Regions from separate parts of the Mus musculus genome. Here all the other regions are linked to region 1. A link is a contact called in public promoter capture Hi-C data. All regions are on one chromosome and are shown on one strand. The core of a region is the stretch at or near the end of the contact, and the rest is flanking DNA. Distances in the headings are between cores, read along the strand shown.

Region 1 (5,270 bases), core at 445-2,944:
GCCATAGCTTGTACAAGACCTCCAGATCCCAAACTTTTTTTTTAAATCTTCTCTCTCTTCTATCCTCTTTATCTTCTGATCTCCTGGTTCTCTCTCTCTCTCTCTCTCTCTCTCTCTCTCTCTCTCTCTCCCTCTCTCCCTCTCTCCCTCTCTCTCTCTCTCTCTCTCTCTCTCTCTCCCCTGTTACTGAAGAAGGGCTTGCTGGTCTAGGCCCTAACCCCCACTCTCTGTGTCTCAGGGGAACACAGCAGCCATGAGCTCAGTAGCACACACCGACTTGCCCTGCCTTTGTGTATTATTAGATCTACTCTTTCCCCATGCAACTCCCCCGCCCCCATGCCTTCACCCTGCCATTCCTCTTCAGCTCTATGTGCACCTGGTTTGAAAACCTGTGCTGTTCCCTTAGTGCTTTGCGCTTTAGGCTGTCTTTAGTGGTAAGGGTACCAATTCCGGGGTGAGGAGGAATTAGTGTGAGATTATATTTTTCCTGATTTAAACATTGTAATATCTTTTAATTTTGCCTATAATAATGGCAGCCATTGTATTGTCGTTCCCAGGCCCCATGTGATCTAGCCACACCTACTTCCATACTTCAGTTTACCCAGCTCTCCCCTCTGCTGTGTGGCAATCACTCTCCCTTCATTTCAGTTTTTTTTTTTGGAGTGTCCCAAACTCGGTCCTTCAGAGACTTTGTACTGACGGTTCATTCTGTAGGGATGTAAATGGCTGTTGCAGAAGATCAGACTTTGGTCCCCAGAACCCATATCAGGTAACTCACAAACACCTGTAATTCCAGCTCCAAGGGAGCCGACACCCTCTTCTGGACCCTATGGTCACCTGCAGTCACATGCACATAGCCAGTGCAGATGCACACACATAATTAAACATAGTAAAAATAAAACGTAAAAAGTAGAAAGAGAGAGCTCTTGCCCCAGACATCTACCTGTTGGGCTCCAGGCCACTGCTCAGGAGAAAGGCTGTGCCTTATCATATTCTTTCCACCTGTCTCCTAACTGTATTTCATATCTTATGTGCTTCCTAATAGTTGAATATCTCTTTTAAAAAAATGTTATTTACCAGAAAATCATGGTGGCAAGCTGTTGAAGGGCTCATGTCTCTAAGCTGTCTTCCCAACACTCAGTGTGCCATCGGACACATTCGGATGCCTTTAATATTTGGCAAGAACATGGGGCATCAGAATCCTTCTCTAGAGAATGGTGTCATGGAATAATCAGTCAGAGGTTTGCCAACGCAGACGAGGGCACACCTACCTAATGATCCAGGAGCTTCTCTCAGACGTGTAAGAGACATTGCCAGGATTGTCGCGGCAACATTATGTATAATAATTAGCAAAACGTAAAAAAAATGGGACAACCAAAATGGCTAAGGGAGAGAGACACGTCGGTTGCTCATGCTCACAGGATGGGGCAAGCCTTTATTGAGAAGGACCACACCTCAAATGTTTAAATCCCGCAAGTATAATGCTTTTATTAAAAAGTAAGTTATGTAAGTGCACAGTATAGTAAATTTTATACAGTGACTAGGAAATCTTATGTAAGAATATCTTACATTGCTTAAGGAATTTCCTGCTTCTCCCTCTCTGCTCTCCACCCCCACACACCACTCAGACACACACAAAGGGAGGGGGAGGGGAGAGAATAAGCACCAAGCTGAAGACTGGGAGTTTGGGTTTGGGCGGACAGAGACCGGAAGCTGGGAGATGATGGCTTCTGATGTTTGTTGCTTACGCGACACAGCTTGTTTGGAATTATGTGGCCCTTGACAACTGCGTGGCACACACTTCAAGATACAAAAGTGAGAAGAAGAGGGGGGTCACCAGAGGAGACTGAAGTCAGTAAGTTTCTACCAAAGCTGGGTTTCTTCTGGCCACTCCAAACAAAGCTGAAATTGTCCTTCAGACCTCTGTGAGTACAGTCTCAGTTCCTTCCGTAGTTCTCTGGGAGGTTCTGCGTGCACACACGTGATAGTTTTGTGTTTTTATTTTTAAAACTTCAATCAGTTTTGTCTTAATTTTATATATTACTGGGGTTTGGTGCGCACTAATTGAACCCAGCTTCTTTTCACCGGCTTCATCCACCCACCCCTGTAATCTCTCTTCTACATCTTAGCTTCCTGTTTGTTTAATTTCCGTATAGGTAGGACGTTTCTTCTGTTTCTCATTCCGCTTAACGTCGTGGTTTTTGTTTTTGTTTTCCCTGAAAACTCACTATCCCCATATCTGTTCTGTATCCAGAACTAATGATTGATTCCTCATGCATCAGCAGACTTACTCAACACAGAGATCATCCCAGAATTGTAAGGCAGAGTGCTTCTGCCAAGGGACAGTACTCGGACAGACACGTGTACATCTTAACTTTGTGAACCTGGGACAGCTAGTCAGACTGACGCTGTGGTTGTTTTCAAAGTCTTACAGTTTCTAATCCACAAAGACTCCGAGGGATGCCCACTAAGAAGCTGTTGGTCTGACAGCGTTTGCCGCCACTGCTCTTCTCAGTGCCTAGTGGGGTCTCCAGTGTCTCTGGCGCAGGAAGACAGGTCCGAGCAAGCATTACTTTATGGCAAGTTTAGACTGACTGTATCGGTGCTCAACCTGTCGGGAGTCTGCTTTACCTAAGATCTGGCACGAGGACGGGGCTGGGGTGGGGTTAATGCCTTTTCTCAGAAGCGCTTCCACCTCTGGAATAGTCCATTTTAGGACAGTGCTGGGTGTGTAAGAACCGCTCAGATAGTGTTTGGAAAGGATATAATAATTTTTAGCGATGATCTGGAGCATATTTAAGCCGACATTCCTGATAGATGAACGTGCTGGCCTGGGATCAGGAAAAAAAGACTGAACGATTTTCGAAGGACGGATTATTTCTGTCCTGCTCCACTTGGGGAAGGTGAGTCTGTTCCGCCCGCGGCGGAGAAGCGATGCCCAAGGTGCAGAGTGCGGTGACCAACCAGGATTCGGTCCCCAGAGTGGTTCCCGCTCTGCTCCACGAGACCCAGCGCTCTGAGACCCCATAGGCAGGTGGAGCAAGCCCGGGGCAGCCGGAGCGGAGGGAGTTAGCGATCAATAGTCACTGGGGCGGCTAGAAGACTCCGACCTGGAAAGTGGGCCGGGACTTGGGTCAAACTCTGGGATTCCTGCTCTCCCTTGCCCTTTCCAGGTGGGCCAGCACTTACCGCTCAGCCAGCGAGCACATAGGGTTACAGGGGAGCCCCTCCGACCCATGCGATCCCAGATGCACGCTGGGCGGGTCCACAGTCTGCTCTGGCTGGGGTTCAGTCTCCTGGCCCTGGCTTGATCCAAGTGCCAGCACATCTGGCCCTGTCTCCCAACTCCCCACCAGTCCCCTTCACAGGCCAGTCGGCGTTTACTGGCTTCTGAAGGTCTGGTGTAATGGAGATGGGGAAAGGCTGGCCTTGGAACGGAGGGAGGCCAAGTGGAGGGCTCCCCATGCAGAGGGGAAGGAAGGCCAGTGACCTGAACTGGGACTGACATTCTGGATTCTCTAAAATTGTGTGCGGGAAGGTACCAGCCTCACTGCATCCCTTACTTCTACCATTGTCCTCTCTTTTCCTTTGTAGCCTGAGATGGGGGTTACATCTTTGCTCTTCTGTGGGGTGTTTTTCCTGCTTCTGCTTTTCGTGGCAGCAGGTAAGTTCTGCGGGTCTGTGAGTCCTTGTATCCCAGAGACCTGTTGCCTTGCCAGCAGCATCCTTTGTCATTCATCTCCGTGCCCCTGACTCACCCACTTGCAGGGGCATCAACTAAGCCCCAACCTTGCTAGTCACTCTTTCCACCAGATAATCTGGCAGGCCGGTCAAAAAGGGAGCGGGGAGGGAGGGATAGGAAAAGTTCATTCCCAACTTCTTGGAGGCTCAACCCCCAAATGTCACCTTGGAACTTTGGACTAACAGGTGATACAGAGAAGTCCTCAAACACTCGAGTGGACTCAGTTCCAATGCTTAAACAGATGGGCTACTAGTGTCATCTATTTCATATAAAGGGCTATTTTATGGTCCAAAACTACCAGAGAGTACAAGTTTCTAAGAAAACCCAACTTGGTAGAAATGGGCTTTAAAGGGAAGCTGTCTTTAGAACCAAGCACTGTGGAACGAGGATACATCTGACTGCAAGTATAGGCAGGAAAACGACCAGGTTGGTTCTATGTTGAGACAGAGACTAAGGGCAGAAGAGTGAACAGATACAGACACAGGGGCCGTGGTTCTGTGGAGGGTCCTGGGGAAGCCTTGTCCTCACTATACATTTGAAGGTCTTAGCATTATGCTTCTAAATGACTGGGCTAGTTTGGGGAAACACCCCAAATAAACAAACTCCTAAATGCAATTTCACATTGACCAGAGCAAAATATTCCCTAAAAAGAATAATGACTCCAGTTTTCTGCCTTTATTTTATTTTATTTTATTTTATTTTATTTTATTTTATTGTTTTCCTTTCCTTCCCCAGATACGTGTGAGGACATTTTTATGCACAATGTGATAATTTCAGAGGGCCAGCCTTTTCCTTTCAACTGCACATACCCGCCAGAAACAAACGGGGCAGTAAATCTGACATGGTACAAAACACCTAGCAAAAGCCCAGTATCTAACAACAGACACCTTAGAGTTCACCAGGACCAGACCTGGATCTTGTTTCTTCCATTGACACTGGAGGACTCCGGTATCTATCAGTGTGTTATAAGGTAAGTCCTTCATTTAAAGTGGAACTAATTCCCAAGTCTCCCTCTCCATTTCTAAAGACAACTTTTTAAGAAAATGGGTATTATTGGCCTTTATTTTGGAGACTTGTTATATAGCCTAGACAAGTTTCCAACTGCTTTCTAAAGTACTGAAAGGACAGGTGTGAACCACCACAACCAGCCGCTACACACCACAACCAGCTGCTACACAAATGCAGGGCAGCCTTGAACTGGCAGGAGATGACGTCCAGTGAGCACTTTTGAAAGCAGAACAGCTTTAGAAATAACTTTTGGAGCACAGATTGCACCATCTTCTTCATTGAAGTTTTAGCCCAGACCAGCTTACAGAGAGAGGTGTTTTATCAATGAGATTGCTGCCATTTCCGAAGATGGCTAATGGTTTTGGAAAACTGGCTGATCCAGACCCAACTAGATCATTCAAACACATCTGATAAGGAATCAGCTTAAGGCAGACATTTGAAAGCTAGCAAATCTGGGAGATGTTCTAGTGTCTACATGAATCCATGTGCCAGAGGTAATGTTTTTGAGTGGCAGTGGACT
Region 2 (4,997 bases), core at 1,556-4,055, 960 kb before region 1:
TGCCTCTGCCTCCCAAGTGCTGGGACTAAAGGTGTGCACCACCACTGCCCGGCCTGCAGTTCTAAGATATGTTCCAGCAAGTTCAACCACAAAAGGGGAGTCACCAGAGGTTGCTAGGGAGTTAGTTGAGGGTATAAGAATTGACTAGCCACTTTGTTTGGAGAAGGTTGTGCACGGAACTCCGTGCAGATGCATGTCCCAGGGTGCTAAGCTGCCTCTGAAAACTACCCACTTTAGGAGCTCATGGTTTAGGAGCCACCTAGATGCTGGCTGCATGAAGCTAAAGTTCCTTCTAGGGCTCTATTAAGATAGACAGGTCTGTAATTTCTCCTCTTCTGTAAAATGATGATGGCTCCTTCTTGGTTCTCTAGCTAGGATCCATTTTGGATACCATGAGGTTGCTATAGATATGTACCCTTGATTGCTCTATCCTGAGGGTGGGGGTGGAGTGGGCAGGAAATATTTTTCATTCACCAAGAGGAACATTTGGAAAGAACTTGAAATGAACCCTAAAAACATGAAGTCTGTATGGAACTCTGACCTATTTTTTTCTCTTACCCTAGCATTGTCTAAGGGTTAGAGATTGGGTTTTTCTGGAAACAAACTTATAGTTTAATTGTAGTCATACTTTAATTGATGGTTAGACTCCTAAGTGGAACAAGATTGTTAATGGACACAGTGTATTCATTCTCCTAAGGCTGTCTATCTGGAAGTCATTAAAAGAGGGTGGAGTATGCTGTGCTCCTAATTTAATTTAACTCTGCCTGAATTGTGCACATGTTCAAAATTTGGGTTCGCTCAAAAACCTATAATTGTGTAATTTTCCACTAAATGCATGCATCATGGGAATTGTAATCACTGACCTCTTCATTCATTATCTTTGCTTATTAAAAGGTCATTCTGTAACTACATCTGTGTCCCAGAAAAACCATGATCATACTGTCTGGAAAAGTACAGTGTCTTGGCTCAAGAGTCAAGATTGAATGTGACCTCAGTTTAAGATACTACAAACAAACTAAAATTGTAACACCTTCTGTCTCTAACAACTAAAATCCCCTTGTACAAACAACATTGTTGTCATTGTTAGACAAGGTATCACTATGTAGCTCTGGCTGGCTTGGAACTCCCTATATAGATCAGGCTGTTCTGCAACTTACAGAGCTCCACCTGCCTCTGCCTCCCACTGTGGAATTAAAAGTGTGTGCCACCACACCTGGCGAAGTGAAGCAGTTCCTAGTCATGACTTTGCACTCTTGCCAAAATGTCCTAGTAAAAATTTAGCGATATAAAATGGCTTTAATTTCTGTTCATGTTGTAGCTTGACGATCTCAAAGTCAGCCAGTAATATACTGAAAAAAATCTAATCTGAGTCATCTAGAGAAATGCTATTAGTGCTCAGATGGACTTCATATTATGGAGATAAATAGCCTTGCTTTTCTGTAGAAAAGCTCATTAGAAATGAGGCAGGGGAATTTTTTTTCCTTTTTGATTTTTTAGCTTAATCATGTGTGGACGGATATGTCTAGTTTATTGACTCCTTAAATTATTCATGTTTTACTTTTAGTATGAAGTCAGGAACTCACAGCCTTTTATAAACTCAGCTTTTCTAATTAACCATTATTTATTAACCATAACTAATTATCATTTCTTGCTCAAGTCAGCACACTCTGACTAGTGGGCTCCTCTGTCTTCTTGCTAAAGATCCCAAATTCACATTTTCATATTCTCTTTATAGCCCTTCCTCCCTCTCCCTCCCTCAGTCTCTACTCTCCCCTTCCCTCTCTCCTCCCCTTACTCTTGGATCTAGTCTCATTGTGTAGCCAAGACTGGCCTCTGTGTAGTCCGTCCTTAATTTGGCATCCTCTTGCTCTGCCTCCTGAATGCATCGCTCCAGACTTCCTTTTAAATTATTTTTGAGTGGCTCTGCTTGGGAGATTGCGTTGCAATTTTCTGAGCTCAACCCCAGTACCAATCAGCACTCCCATAGAACCCCTTCTGGTTTGGATTCTCTAAGAACTAGAACCGAGCCTGTCTGCTCCTTTCCTCCTAGCCCCACTGAGAAGTCATCAGATATTGTCAAGCGTGTTTAGCCCACTACAGTCAAGGATATCTCGAACTCCTGATCACCTAACTCAACCCACAAAGTTCTGGGATCACAGGTGTGCACCACCACACGTGGCTGTGGACACTATTTTCTTAAGAGAGAGAGAGCAGTTGCCTGTCCACCCCAAGTCTGACCTTTGGGGAATCCAAAGGCCCCAGCATCCCTTAGCCAAAGGAGGCAGAGACATAGGTTCCTTGTAAGATCGTGGAGTTTCTGCCTGCCTGTCTTCTTGCCTGTGAGATCCTGAAACTTGCTCATTGCTGAAACTCCAATAGACAGGCTATTCGGACATGTTTAGATTCGGAGATCTATTTTCTACGGACGTGCCTGGCATTTCCGTGGGCATTTTCGACTTGGAAAATAAATTCTTTTGTTGTCGTCTCGGTCATTCCGGGGACCTTCCGCCAAGCACAGTATCTAATAGATTAAACAAACGTAGAGTGAGTGAGCGAGTGCACCCGAAAAACTGGAGTATCTTCCCTCCCGGCCGGGCGTTCCGAATCCGGGTTCGGGTTGGGATTTAAATCCCATCCCGCACCTCCACTGCTCAAGGCAGATTGCAAGAAGACTGACAAGATCGACCCCGCCCTGGGCCCGCCCTGGGTCCGCCCCATGCCGCTCGCTCCGCCCCTGACGCGCGCTGTATTTACGCCCCAGCCTAACTCCTAACTTCCCTCGCCACACCTCTTCCTCCTCGCCTCCCCGTGACCCGGAAGTTGTACGGCTACGCGACTTTCCCTCCCACAAACCCTCGCGCCCTTCCTTTCCTACTTGGGCCCGGCAGAGTGAGTATGGCTGCGGGGTCGCGGCTCTGAAATCCGGCGCCATCCGCGCCCGGCGCGGGACGGGCAGGCTCGGTGGGGTTTGTCCCGCGCCGCGCGGAGGCTCTGCGGTCCGGGGCGGTGGGAGGACGGCCTGCGGGGTACGGGTGCACCTTAGCTCGGGCTTGGGCTTTCCCACTACCTGCTTAGAGCCTCCCTCCCTGTCGCCTGCGTCTAGATGGCTCCCGCAAAGAAGGGTGGCGAGAAGAAGAAGGGCCGTTCTGCCATCAACGAGGTGGTGACCCGAGAATACACCATCAACATTCACAAGCGCATCCATGGAGTGTGAGTACCGGGCGGGCGGTGTGGCCCGCGACCCCCTTCGGGCTCCGGCCGGGCTGGGCTGTCACCCGCGAGCCTTGCTTACAGACTGGGTGCTCTAGAGGGCAAGCGGGTTTATTCCGGTGTGGTTGTGTGTACGTGGAAGGTGTGCGGGGTTTGGCTTGCACGGCAACCGGCTAGGAAATGGAGACTGGAGGCTGTGATGGAGTTTGAGGGAGCGGTTAGACTTGGGGAAGGTTGGTGGTGCTAAAACGTGAGTTCTGGTAATCCGGACGTGTAAAAGGAAAGTCAGTGACTTGTACGCTGCAGGAAAGTGGCCGGTTACTACCTCAAGTGCGAAATACGATTTTTTTTTTCGTCGTCCGATTATACAGATTTGTGCAAATTCGGGGCAAGTTGTAGTAAAGTGGCGGTTACAGAGAGTGATTGCGGTCCTTATTTGTACACGACCTATCTGCATTTGCGTTCCAGCCCTAGAGCTTGAGTTCTTGGACTTGATGGTTTAGTATTTTCGGAGAGATTTTGCCGGGTTGAAATGTGTGTCTGCACCTAGTGGGTTGCCCCAAGGTCTTTGCCCGGTATGAATACTGCTGGTGGTCGGCCACGTTCCTTCCTCTATGGTTGGGCATATTAAGCACTATGAAGCACTATTTAGGCCTGTGACAAAGTGAAAGTAGGCCACAAGTTAAAGGTGGTGTGGGTGTTGCCCAGTATGTGGAAGGAAGAGTCGCTCTCAGGTGAAAGGTACTCTTTAAAAGCAGCCTTGAATAGAGCATTGTAGAAGCGAGTCGTACCCCCCCCCCAGGCCTTTTGTATTTTGTTGATAAGGCCCTATGTGAGAATCTCTAGCCTCCTTCATTCTTTGGTAATTTCTTGGTCCCCATTGTGGTGTAAACCAAGCCTCTGCTTTGTTCCACTCCTTGCTTTCCCTGTCTCATTCATTCGGGTAGTAGTTGAGCCCAGTGCTAGGTCTGCCCTCTGAGATCTACTCACTGACTGCGGCAGCCCCACTTTTTCCAATTCCCTAACCATAACATTGAGATTGCTCAGTGCTCCATCTCTTTCCTGGTCTTTGTAAGTGATACCACCTGACTGGTTGCTTGCGTGAGTTTTTTTCAAGCTAGCTGTGAAGTGGGTTGTCTGGGCACTAGAGACAGGCTGCGGGTAGGTAGAATAGAGAAAGCAGATGCTCTTTGTCTCACTTGGAGTGGACTTGACGGGTGTTGAACAGACCTGGGCTTTTTTGGTTGATTGGTTTTTGGATTTGAGGTCTTCCCACCCAGCCTCCATGTTGGGATCATTGGTGCGTGCACCATGCTCTAGAAAGGTTCAAGTTTTTTGTTTTTTAATAGCCCTCTATCATGTACCCTGGCTATATTCATAGGAGAGTGCCTGCCTCAATTCCACAGAACTTTGTCTTCCTTTTGTATGAGTGTTTTGCCTGAATGCTTGTATGCTCCACATTGGTGCTGGAATCAAACCTAGGTCATCTGCAAGAGCAGATATTTTTAACCGCTGGATCATCAGGACCATCATTCAGGATTGCTGTGAGCAGGCCTGGTTGGTGACTGATACTCTGGGAAAGTGAGCGGGACATCTTGAACTATAGGATGCTTGGAATTTACCCCTACATCTTAAGTACTGATGCTAGTAGCTGGACATTTCATGCTTGGCCAGAGGGTTCTTCGTTTCATGATGGCATGCCATTTACATATATAATTTTTGACTTTTTTTTTAATGTGCTTGTGTTCTGAACCTTAGGGGCTTCAAGAAGCGTGCTCCTCGGGCAC
Region 3 (5,226 bases), core at 2,198-4,697, 640 kb before region 1:
CAGAGCAAGCAACAGCACCACGCCCACTCTGGCGAACGCAGAGGGTCAGGACCAACATTAGGAGCCGCGTCAGTCAGCCCTTTTATTCTACGTCTGTGGTGACAAACTAGAAGCATGAGCTCCCTAAGTCCGAACCAGTGGGACTCTTGATGAACAAAGACCTCAGAACCGATGTCCACCTGACCTCCTAAGTGCTCCAGAGACCGGCGTTCCTGAGCAGAGCCAGCCTGGCAGTGGCGCTGCTTCAGAGTGATCAGCCATGGCTCTGCATTCTGAAACATCTTTTCTGGATGTTATTTGTTTTATGTGTATTAGTGTTAGCCTGAATGCATGTGTGCAGTGCCTGAGGAGACTCAGAAGCGGGCATAGATTCCCTGGAACTAGAACTACAGAAGGTTGTGAACCGCCGTGTGGGTGCTGGGAATCGATCCTGAGTCCTTTGGAAGAGCAGCCAGTGCTCCTAGCCTCTGAGTCTTCTCTCCAGCCCCCTGAAAATGCCTTTTTAAAAGACTGGCCTGGGAACACCTATAATCCCAGTACTCCAGAGACTGAGGCAGGAGGATTGTAAGTTCAAAGCCAGCTTTGATTACATCAAGGGGTCCTGTTTCCAAGAAATTATATATATGCAGAGAGAGAGAGAGACACACAGAGAGAGAGAGAGAGAGAGAGAGAGAGAGAGAGAGAGAGAGAGAGAGAGAGAGAGAGAGAGCGCACACACATCTTTGGTTGAAATGTTCAGAAAATAAAATGGGCTAAAATCTGAATCATGGATCATTATATTCTGTGTTTGAGGAAATTTAAAAGAGCAAAAGGTAAAAGGCCCTGTCCATTGTACACAGGTTTGTGTGTATTGTGGTGTGCTGTTCTGGGCTGGTGTGTATTGGAGGTGCTGTTCTGGGCTGGTGTGTATTGGGGGTGCTGTTCTGGGCTGGTGGGTTTTGGAGGTGCTGTTCTGGGCTGGTGGGTATTGGAAGTGCTGTTCTGGGCTGGTGGGTTTTGGAGGTGCTGTTCTGGTATGGTATGTATATTGGGGTGTGCTGTTCTGGGTTAGTATGTACTAGGGGGTGCTGCTCTGGGCTGGCATATGTATTGGGATATGCTGATCTGGACTGGTATGTTTATGGGGTATGTTCTGTGCTGTTGTGTATTGCGGTGTTGTGTATTGTGCTGTTGTGTATTGTGCTGTTGTGTATTGTGCTGTTGTGTATTGTGCTGTTGTGTATTGGAGGTGCTGTTCTGGGCTGGTGTGTATTGGGGTATGCTGTTCTGGGCTGGTATATATTGGAGGTGCTGTTCTGGGCTAGTGTGTATTGGGGGTGCTATTCTGTGTTGGTGTATATTGGGGGTGTTGTTCTCACCTGAGTACTGGCATTTGTTTCTGGAAGGGATGCCCAGGGGAGTCAAGGGTCCACCCACCTTATACAGCTGCATGTCATAGCATCCTAAGAGCTGGCGCACGTCGGGCAGAGACATGAGCATGACTGTGTCTTGCTGCCGAGATTTCCAGAAGGATGTGATTAAATCCTCCACCTAATGTGACAGAACATATCATCAGCAACCCAGGCTGTGCCTTGTGGGCCTCAGCCCTTCATAGTCAGTGACCCCACAGGCCATGGCAAGGCCTCACACCAGCGCATGCAAAGTTATGATATCAGCTTCACAGGCTGTGTTTGGAAACTACTCTTCTTACTTGGTGGGCGCTGGTGTTTTGCCTGCACTTATGTTTGTATGAGATGTCAGATCTCCTGGAACTGGAGTTATAGACAGTGGTGAGCCACCATGTGGGTGCTTGGAATTGAACCTGAGTCTTCTGGAAGAGTAGTCACCACTCTTAACCTCTGGACCATCTCTCCAGAGGAAACACCTCTTTTTAGCAACCATAGCAGATCACTCTGCCTTGGCCCTCCACTAGGAAACCTACTTCCTTGAGGGTGTTTCCTACAGGGAAAGCTGTTTCTGGCCACCAGAGGGCCCTGGTTGATTACCATAAGATGAAGGCTACAGGGGCTTTATCAAGGGTTGAGAAGAAAAGCTTACTGACTGACTGGCTGGCTGACTGATCACTTTGCTCTTTTTCCAGCTTAAAAAAAAAAAAAAAGAAAAAAGTAAGAGTATTGCTCCTCGTGCCTAACTCCTCAGCACCAATTGTGAAGCCACATGAGCCCCTCTCAGAGATCAAGTAGGGGACACATCAAGGGGCCAAAAGTCAGGTTCCTTCTTTTTCTGTTTTATTTGCCTGTTTCCAGATTCCAATTTTTGAATTAGATTGGCAGCTGCCAGCTGATAAAGACCACCCACCTCCTTTAAAGGTTTATTATTAATTCTGTATGTGCTCGCGTGTGTGCATGCCTACAGAGTCAGAAGAAGGCCTCAGAGCCCCCAGAGCAGGAGTTACAGCTGTGAGCCACCGTGCTGGTGCTGGGAAGTGGACTCAGGTCTTCCACAAAAGCAGCTAGTGCTCTTAACCACTGAGCCATTTCTCTAGCATAAGGCTCCTGTCCTGTGGGATTTCCATGGGCAGGGACATTCTAAGGTATCCAGGAACCCCAGGCCAGAAGTGATTCCTGGCCAGGTAGTGAGAGCCACCAGGAGGACCATGACTTGGGATCTGTGTCAGGAACACTGACAGACTTGTCCAAGTAGATTCAGGAAAGCTGTCCACTCATAGCCTGGTTGGCTACCCATGTTCCAAGCTCCCTGCTCCTGCTCATTAGTGAGTAAGAAACACAAGTGTTTCTCCAGTGTGTTCCCTCTACCTGATCCTGTGACTGCCTGGACTGAACTGCCTTGCATTACAGAAGGCCATCGAGGTAGAGGCCTGATGACTGGATGCTCATGACTCCATAAGAAGGCGAGACAGACAGATGGACAGACGCACATGCACACGCACACGAGCTCCTGTGTTGCTCTAGGCTGCCAACAAGAAAGCTATCATCCTTAGACCTTCAACCTTTAAAACTGTGACCCAAAATAAACTTTTCTCTTTATAAAGAAGCCCTCCCTAGGCATTTTGTTTATAATAATTGTTATAGTTTGAATCTAGAGTGTTTCCCCATGGCCCACTGCTTAAAGGTGTGGTCCTTGGCTGGTGTGCTAATCGGAGGTGGTGGCACATTTGGGAGTTAGGCCTAGTAGGCAGCATCCCGGCCACTGGGGCTGTGAGCTTTCAGAGGATGGTGAGACCTCCGGCTCTTCCTCTTTCTCAGTGTCTCGCCCAGGAGGAACAGGCTGTTCTGATGCTTGCTCCCTGCCTCTTCACAGATGCAAACTGGAGGGCAGTGCCAAGAAGACATGGGCCAAAATTCCCCAGACCATAAATTAAAGCCAGTATCCCTGCGTTTTAAGTTTCTTATCTCGGGTATTCTGTGGGAGTTAACAGTTGCTGACACACATCAGTCGAGAAGGGGTGACTAACGGACAGGGGCAGGACTCGTCAGCCTTACTGTGTAACGTTGTTCCCCTCATTACCAAATTACACATTCCTCAAGCCTTGTGGAAAATGACTTCCTAGTCCCAGAAACAGAGCTGTCACGGGACATGATTTAAGCAAGTATCTGCTGAGTGGAAGGAAGCTGTGAGAGGCTTGGCATCACGATGCTGCAGAGACAGAGAGGGGCACACTGGTGTCTCCCACTCTGCCATGCTTCACTCCGGCTCCACGGCGCGTGTGCTCACGCTGAGAGCCTTGCCGCTCAAAGCTGAAATGCTTAGATACCGGAAGCATCAGGAAAGCTCCCATTTGAATGTGCTCTTGCTTCTCTGGATTCTTATCTCATACATAGAGGAGTAAAGTCCAGGCAGTCGGATGGCTCAGTGTGTCCTGCCAAGCATGGGTTCTTGAGTTCCATCCCTGATTCCCACAGGCTGGCAGGACAGAGCTGAGTCCTGAACACTGTCCTCTGACCGCACGCGAGTCAGGCTCACAATAGGCTAGATAAACTCTAATTTAAAAATGTGTTTCCCACATTCAGTTTACACCCCTCCTTGTGTAATGGGGAGACCTCAGAGCGTCACCCTATAGGTAGGTGGTCACTATAGGTAGGTGGTCACTATAGGTACGTGGTCACTATAGGTAGGTGGTCACTATAGGTAGGTGGTGTGTCACTGAGCAGTCACCAGTTCTACAATAAAATCCGCAACACCCATCCGTGCCGGATCGATCACCTGCCTCAGAGTCCCTTTCCTTTGCCATGGCATGTCTTGATATGATGTGGCAGGCATTACTGGGGAAGAGGTCGGTATTACTACCTACACTCTACTCAGGCAGAGCTGAATCTGCTCTTCAAGCATCGTGACACCCATATCAGAACCTCTGAGAATTTCCAAATGACTAAGCCGAGACAAGACCACTTTCCAGAACTCACCGGTGACCAGACCAGCTGGATGAGCTGTTTGATGCAATGGGCTAGCTCTTGCTGTCCCTGGAGGGGTCCTATCAAGTTAAGTGGTTGACAGCCGGTCATAAGTGCCTGTATTTCATAGATAAAAGCCTACCTTCTCCAGTTCTTGGTTCCTCACATTCTGTAAAATGTCTCGACAGTAGTTGCAGTATTCATCAGCAAGAAAGACCACCTAGGAAGGCAATGAGTGTTAGCTCCTCTGTTGGGCCTTCACAAACAATCAGCCTGAGAGACCCAGGGGATCGGTTCTCTAGGGACAATCTTGTCACAGCTCTGGCGTGACAGTGACAGTAGCCAGGCTTTTCACCCGGCCTGTGCTGTGTGCATGGAGTCAGCACAACCTCCTGACAGCTCATGGCACTTCCGGTTTTCGGTGGTCACTCACACACTGCCAGGGTCAGTTCTAGCACTCTAACTTTTGAGGGTGTGTAATATTTTTTTTGTATGTGTTTTGTGTGTATGTGTACTTGTATGTCTGTGAACATGTACATGCATGTGCAGAGGCCAGAGGCAGACATCTAGTGTCTTCATCTATAATGTTCCACCCTTAAAGTCTTTAAAGGATTTTTGTATGTATTTATCCATGCATGTGGGTGTACATGGGAACATGCATGGCACAGCACATGTATAAGGTCACATTCATGAATGTGGATATATATGGGAACATGCATGGCACAGCACATATGTGAGGTCATAGTTATGGGTGTGAGCATATATGGGAACATGCATGACACAGCACATGTGTGAGGTCATATTCATGGGTGTGGGCATATATGGGAACATGCATGGCACAGCACATGTGTGAGGTCACATTCACGCATGTGGG
Region 4 (4,978 bases), core at 129-2,628, 850 kb before region 1:
GCCACTCAGCTGCCCAGAACGTTCCACTGTCTACTAACCCTTTCAACCAGAATCCTGTGGTCTCCTACCCACTACTGAATTCTCAGGAGAGTCTCGGTTGTCATCGTGGACCCTGACCCCACCCTACACCTGCTAGCTTTTCCTGAAGCTAAAATACATGATTTTAGGTAGAAGCATATTCCTCATTTCTCCAACCAGACTCTGCTCCCAAAGGGCCGTCTCCAGACTGGCCCAGGTGCAGACAGTCACCAGCAATTAACCCGAGCGCACCGTTTAGGTCTGTTGACCCCCTCAGCGACATTCAGTAGAAGGTTATGAAAGGACCATCATCTGAAGTCCCTTTTACCAGAGGTGGCTCCTTAACCAAAGGAATCATTCCAACCCCCTAGGCAAAACACGACAATTCCCCTTCCCTGATTGAGCAGGTGCTCTAGCTAATAACGCGAGCTGATCCCAATCTCTTAACAGCTTTGAGCCATAACTTTTAGAAGGGGAAAATGCCTTGCTTGGAGACAACTTCAAAGCCTATCGTATTTTTGTCCTATCGTTCCACAGAAGACATTGAAAGGAGAAACAAAAGCGGCATGCTTAACTTCGCTACGCAACTATAGTGCCTCAGTTTCCCCTCGAAGCGAAGACAGCCCCCGCCTCCTGGGCCAGAAAGTCCTGGATCTCTAGAACCTCCCGATGATCTGGCCTGAAGTCCGCAGCTGCAACACCACCTGGAGCCACAGCTGCGTCCAGATGGCCAAGTCCGGGCCTGCCTGGGCGCACCCTTCTGTCACCTGGCGGGGCCCTAGGGCGCCCCGATCTCGCTGCCTTGGGGCAAGCTCTAGAAGCTGCGTCTCCAGCGTTCGCGAGCCAGGTCACACCAGATGCACCTGCCTCTCTCGGCCCGTGGGTCCCTGAGCTCCAAGCCCGACCGGAGCTCGCGTGAGAAACGCAGGAAAAAGGAAAACAAGCCATAGGCAGGGCCGTCCTGGCCTCGTCGGCTGCCACCGAGACACCACCTGCGACGCGGCCGGGCGGCAGGGACAGAGGCCGGGCCGGGCCGCCGCGCGCGCCCCTTACCGGTGAGGCGGCCGCCCCCCTCGCCGTGCCCGCGGCGCCGCTGCAAGACGAAGTAGCAGCTGCTCTTCTGGGTCACCCAGAGCTTCAGCGCGTTCTTGAGCAGCACCTCCTCGGGCTTGAGCCACATCGCGGCGAACCTGCCGCGCCTGCGGGTCCCGGTTCACATCGCCCCAGCAGCCGGCCGCACCGGGCCGAGCCCGCTTGGAAGGAGGCGGCGGGAACTGCGCGCGGAGACAGAAGCGGGAGCGCCTGCCGAGCCCCGGAGCGCGGAGACCACAGCTCGCCGGGCTCACCCCGCGCTGCCTGCCGTGGCCCCGCCCCGGCTAGACCCTGCCCACCAGCCGCGGTCCCGCCCACCCCCGAAGCCACGCCCTCCACCCTCCCCGAGGCTCCAGTGGCGCCTCCCTGGTTTCCTAGTCTCTGCGGCTCCCGGCCAGGGTTCCGGAGTGGCGGGAGGAAATCGGAGCCACTGCCAGGTCTCCTCCCTCTAGTCCCGGACGAGTCTCGAATTCCCTCCTTCCCGGTAGGAAGCGAGCAACTGCGCAAGTTGTCTCCACGCTCCTTGTTTAAAAGCTGGAGGAAGGACCTAGGGGGAAAAGACATCTTGTTATCCAAGCTGCAGGTTGCCCAACCCAGAGTCTTAACCTTAAAGAGCACAATGCACGCCAGTAAACTGGAGTGTGTTCAAGTTTCAAATAACCAAAAGCTAACACTGAAAATTGGAGACAATTGTATCTGGATTTTTTTTTAATGCTGCGCTCTTCATTTTTTTTTTAAATTAACACAGAATGCTACATATTTTAGTCCATATATACAGCAAGGAGAGGGTCAGAGAAATTGCTTTCCGTTAATTCAAACATTTACATTTCTTCTTTATTACATTTTATTTATTGGAGGGGGTGGTCACGAGAGACAGTTTGGCGCGTGGAAGTCAGAAGACAACTTTGAGGAGTCAGTCTTGGCTTCCATTATGTGGACCCTGGGAATCCAACTCAGGTCATCAGGCCTGGCAGCAGGAGTCATTCTTGACATCCCCCACTTATTATTTCTCTTACAGAATATTTTTTCATGCTTTTGTAAGGATACAACTGAAGCTATAGGAGAGGTGGCAACGCAGAAACCTGAGTCCAGCAGCAGACCATACTGAACACTGAATGTCTTACAGAGACATAGGACCTAGAAGGCACCACTATGAGACTCACCCCTGCAGGTCCTCTCCGGAAAAAAATAAGGCTCTTGTGTCTATTCTGAGAAAACATTAAAGAAAAAAACAAACCCACTAGAACATGGGAGCAGGTAATAGTAACGAGAAGCCACGGGGCATGTGAGTACAGGGTTTTAAATAAATATTTTCTCTAGGCTAGAGTAGACATGTTAGCTGTCCTTGAAAAAGGCCGAGGGAAAGGGATCCACGTGTTCTCTGTGGGGAGGTGGTTAGATCGGATATCTTAGCCAAAGGGAGGGGAAAGGTTCCCTTAGTCCCTGGGTTTTGACAAAAGGACAAAATGTGGTTGTTAAGTAGGACAGAACTGGAAAGTAGAAGCTGTCCTGGGGGAGGATCAGAAACTGGTCAGATCCAACAGACAGTAGCCCTGTAGAAAGCAAAGTGAGACGGGAGGTTGGGGGATGGGGAGGACGGTGGAGGGGAAAATAAGCAAGTTTTAGAGCCATGTTGTATACAAATGTCACCACGAAGTAAGCCCATTTCTCTGCAGACCAATCAAAAAATACAGAGAGAAAGAAGAGGAAGAAGAAGAAGAAGAAGAAGAAGAAGAAGAAGAAGAAGAAGAAGAAGAAGAAGAAAGAGAGATATTGAGAAAGCTGGTACACTGGCCAGCCACAGGCAACCATCTTCTCAAGAAAACAGAAGTTTATAAGCCACAATCACAGGCTTGGAGCCACACCAGAGTCAGAGGAGTCAGGGATGGGTGGCAAGAAAAGATTCCTTCACGAAACATTCCCAGGCACCCTTTGCTCTCTGAAGCACTTCGGGCCAGAACCATAGAGGTGAATTGGATATTAGTGCTTTTGTGTAACAAGATATTTCCTGGGAAAATGCAACACACATGTCTACTCACCTCAGATACCGATCCCATGACAGACCAAAGTGTGGACGCCACCAAAGTCCAACCTGGTCAACCAATGAGTTTTCTTGGGGTTACTTACAGGAATATGGGTGAGAGGTGACTTACAAGACCAGAAATGACTCAAAGACAGCTGCCTCACCAAAACCCACACCAGCATGAGTGACAGCTCACAAAGCTGGGAACCAGAAACACAGTGCACAGCCTGAGGGCAGGAGAGTGTCCTTTCTAGGTACCTCGGTTGGTCTACACTCTTCCAGGCAGATGGGCTGGCTGGTTTTTGCTTCTTCCAGGGAACTAGCTGGTCTGGGCTTAAGAGTCTTCTTTGTGGCCTTGCTCTACTGCATCTGAGAGGGACTCTTGGCTTTTATTGTTACTCTGGCAGGAAAGGGTAGCTGGCAGGGGTGGGGGGTGGGGGTGGGGGTGGAACCGGGTGGTGTGACTCTAGCCGGTTTCAGGGCCTTCCTGAGGCTATTTGTTTACCTTCCTGCTTAAGGAGCTTCCCTGTAGGATGGAATTTTTTTTTTAAAGATTTATTTATTATATGTAAGTACACTGTAGCTGTCTTCAGACACACCAGAAGAGGGCGTCAGATCTTGTTACGGATGGTTGTGAGCCACCATGTGGTTGCTGGGATTTGAACTCCGGACCTTTGGAAGAGCAGTCGGGTGCTCTTACCCACTGAGCCATCTCACCAGCCCCAGGATGGAATATTTTAATCTTGGTGGAAACTATTATACACCTGCCCTAGAGATTCACAGATGGGAAAACAGACACAGAAAATTGACGTGGGCTGAAGATATGGGGATGCACAAATGGAATCTTCAGGTGCTGGAGAAACAGGTTGAGAAAGCTCTAGAGAACACCTTTTGCTAGACTAGAGCTTTAAAAAAAAAAAAAAAACACATAGGCTTGCCACAAAGTCAAGGCTAAAGGCTCCTGGCTGCCTTGGCCTCTAGAGCTGTGAGGCACATTTCTAGTCTTTATAAATTATTCACTCTGTGGTATTCTGTGATAGCAGCAAAAAACAGATGGACCTGCTACACACACCCAGTGAATTATCAGTGGTTCTGATTGAATGTTAAATCTCCTGACCCATCCACAGTCACTCAGGTTGCAATTATTTAGCGCTTCCCCGTCAAATGTTAAAAGCAAGAGAAGTAGGGGCTGGAAAGGTGGCTCAGTGGTTAGAAGCAAGACTACTGTTCTTGCTGTCTGGTTGCCAGCACTCAGACAGCTCCAGGGATCCAGCAGTCTCTTCTGGCCTCTAGGCACTGCACTCCCATGAACAAACCCACAGAGACACGCGTGATTTAAAACATTTTTTACTCTTTAACTTGACTCGAGGGGAGCAGAGAGAAGCTCCTGGGGCTTACCTCTCCTCCCATTTCTGAGTCTCCTGCCTCTGCCTTTCACCACCACCTATGTCAGAGAGGAGCCAATAGAAGGCAGAAACACTCAGAGGGCGCTCTAAGGAGCTCAGCCTTCCAGACACAGAACAAGGAAGGAGATCCAGGGGAACTGGGGAAGAAGACATCCACAGGCACACACAGCATCCTCCTGTCAGCCACCTCTGGGTGCTAATCACCCCTTCATGGTGTTATCTTGGGTTGGATTGTACCCCTCAAAAGGTCTAGGTTGGCGCTCTAACCGCCCCCCAGCACCCCAGACTGTGACTTACTTGGAAATAGGATGCATGCAGATATAATTAGTCAGATGAGGTTATTAAGATAGATGTTAGTACAGTGAGCGGGATCCTTACAAAGGAGGAAGTTGGGGCAGGCGCACAGAATATCGTGTGCTGATGGAGTAATGCTGTTGCA

The links. Promoter capture Hi-C pulls out the DNA fragments that hold promoters and counts their contacts.
Region 2: a promoter capture Hi-C map of liver shows a contact between it and region 1, with 3 times the contacts expected there. The contact joins the promoter of Rpl31 here to the promoter of Il1rl2 in region 1. A contact is called at or near these places in 4 of 39 promoter capture datasets (cranial neural crest, liver and pre-B cells).
Region 3: a promoter capture Hi-C map of cranial neural crest shows a contact between it and region 1. The contact joins the enhancer-like site here to the promoter of Il1rl2 in region 1. A contact is called at or near these places in 3 of 39 promoter capture datasets (the 3T3-L1 cell line, cranial neural crest and embryonic stem cells), 1 of 115 datasets of contacts at active chromatin or transcription factors (pancreatic cancer cells) and 2 of 9 other capture datasets (liver and macrophages).
Region 4: a promoter capture Hi-C map of pre-B cells shows a contact between it and region 1, with 3 times the contacts expected there. The contact joins the promoter of Tbc1d8 here to the promoter of Il1rl2 in region 1. A contact is called at or near these places in 2 of 39 promoter capture datasets (liver and pre-B cells).

What each region holds. Positions count from the first base shown.
Region 1 is chr1:40,322,895-40,328,164 of GRCm38.p6, forward strand. Il1rl2 (interleukin 1 receptor-like 2) reads left to right here and starts at 1,695. Exons shown (of 11, transcript NM_001356478.1): 1 at 1,695-1,855; 2 at 3,595-3,664; 3 at 4,478-4,712. The coding sequence starts at 3,601.
Region 2 is chr1:39,365,046-39,370,042 of GRCm38.p6, forward strand. Rpl31 (ribosomal protein L31) reads left to right here and starts at 2,806. Exons shown (of 4, transcript NM_001252218.1): 1 at 2,806-3,210; 2 at 4,969-4,997. The coding sequence starts at 3,104.
Region 3 is chr1:39,684,079-39,689,304 of GRCm38.p6, forward strand. It overlaps Rfx8 (regulatory factor X 8), which reads right to left. Exons shown (of 15, transcript NM_001145660.1): 7 at 4,495-4,572; 8 at 1,417-1,530. Among named protein-coding and RNA genes, the nearest start is that of Rfx8, 34 kb to the right of the region's middle. Within about 2 kb of position 3,448, at least 39 of the 459 cell types and tissues checked have an H3K27ac peak or open chromatin away from gene starts, as enhancers often do. A contact at or near this core is called in pancreatic cancer cells, where this site is marked.
Region 4 is chr1:39,477,369-39,482,346 of GRCm38.p6, forward strand. Tbc1d8 (TBC1 domain family, member 8) reads right to left here and starts at 1,379. Exons shown (of 20, transcript NM_018775.4): 1 at 1,072-1,379. The coding sequence starts at 1,198.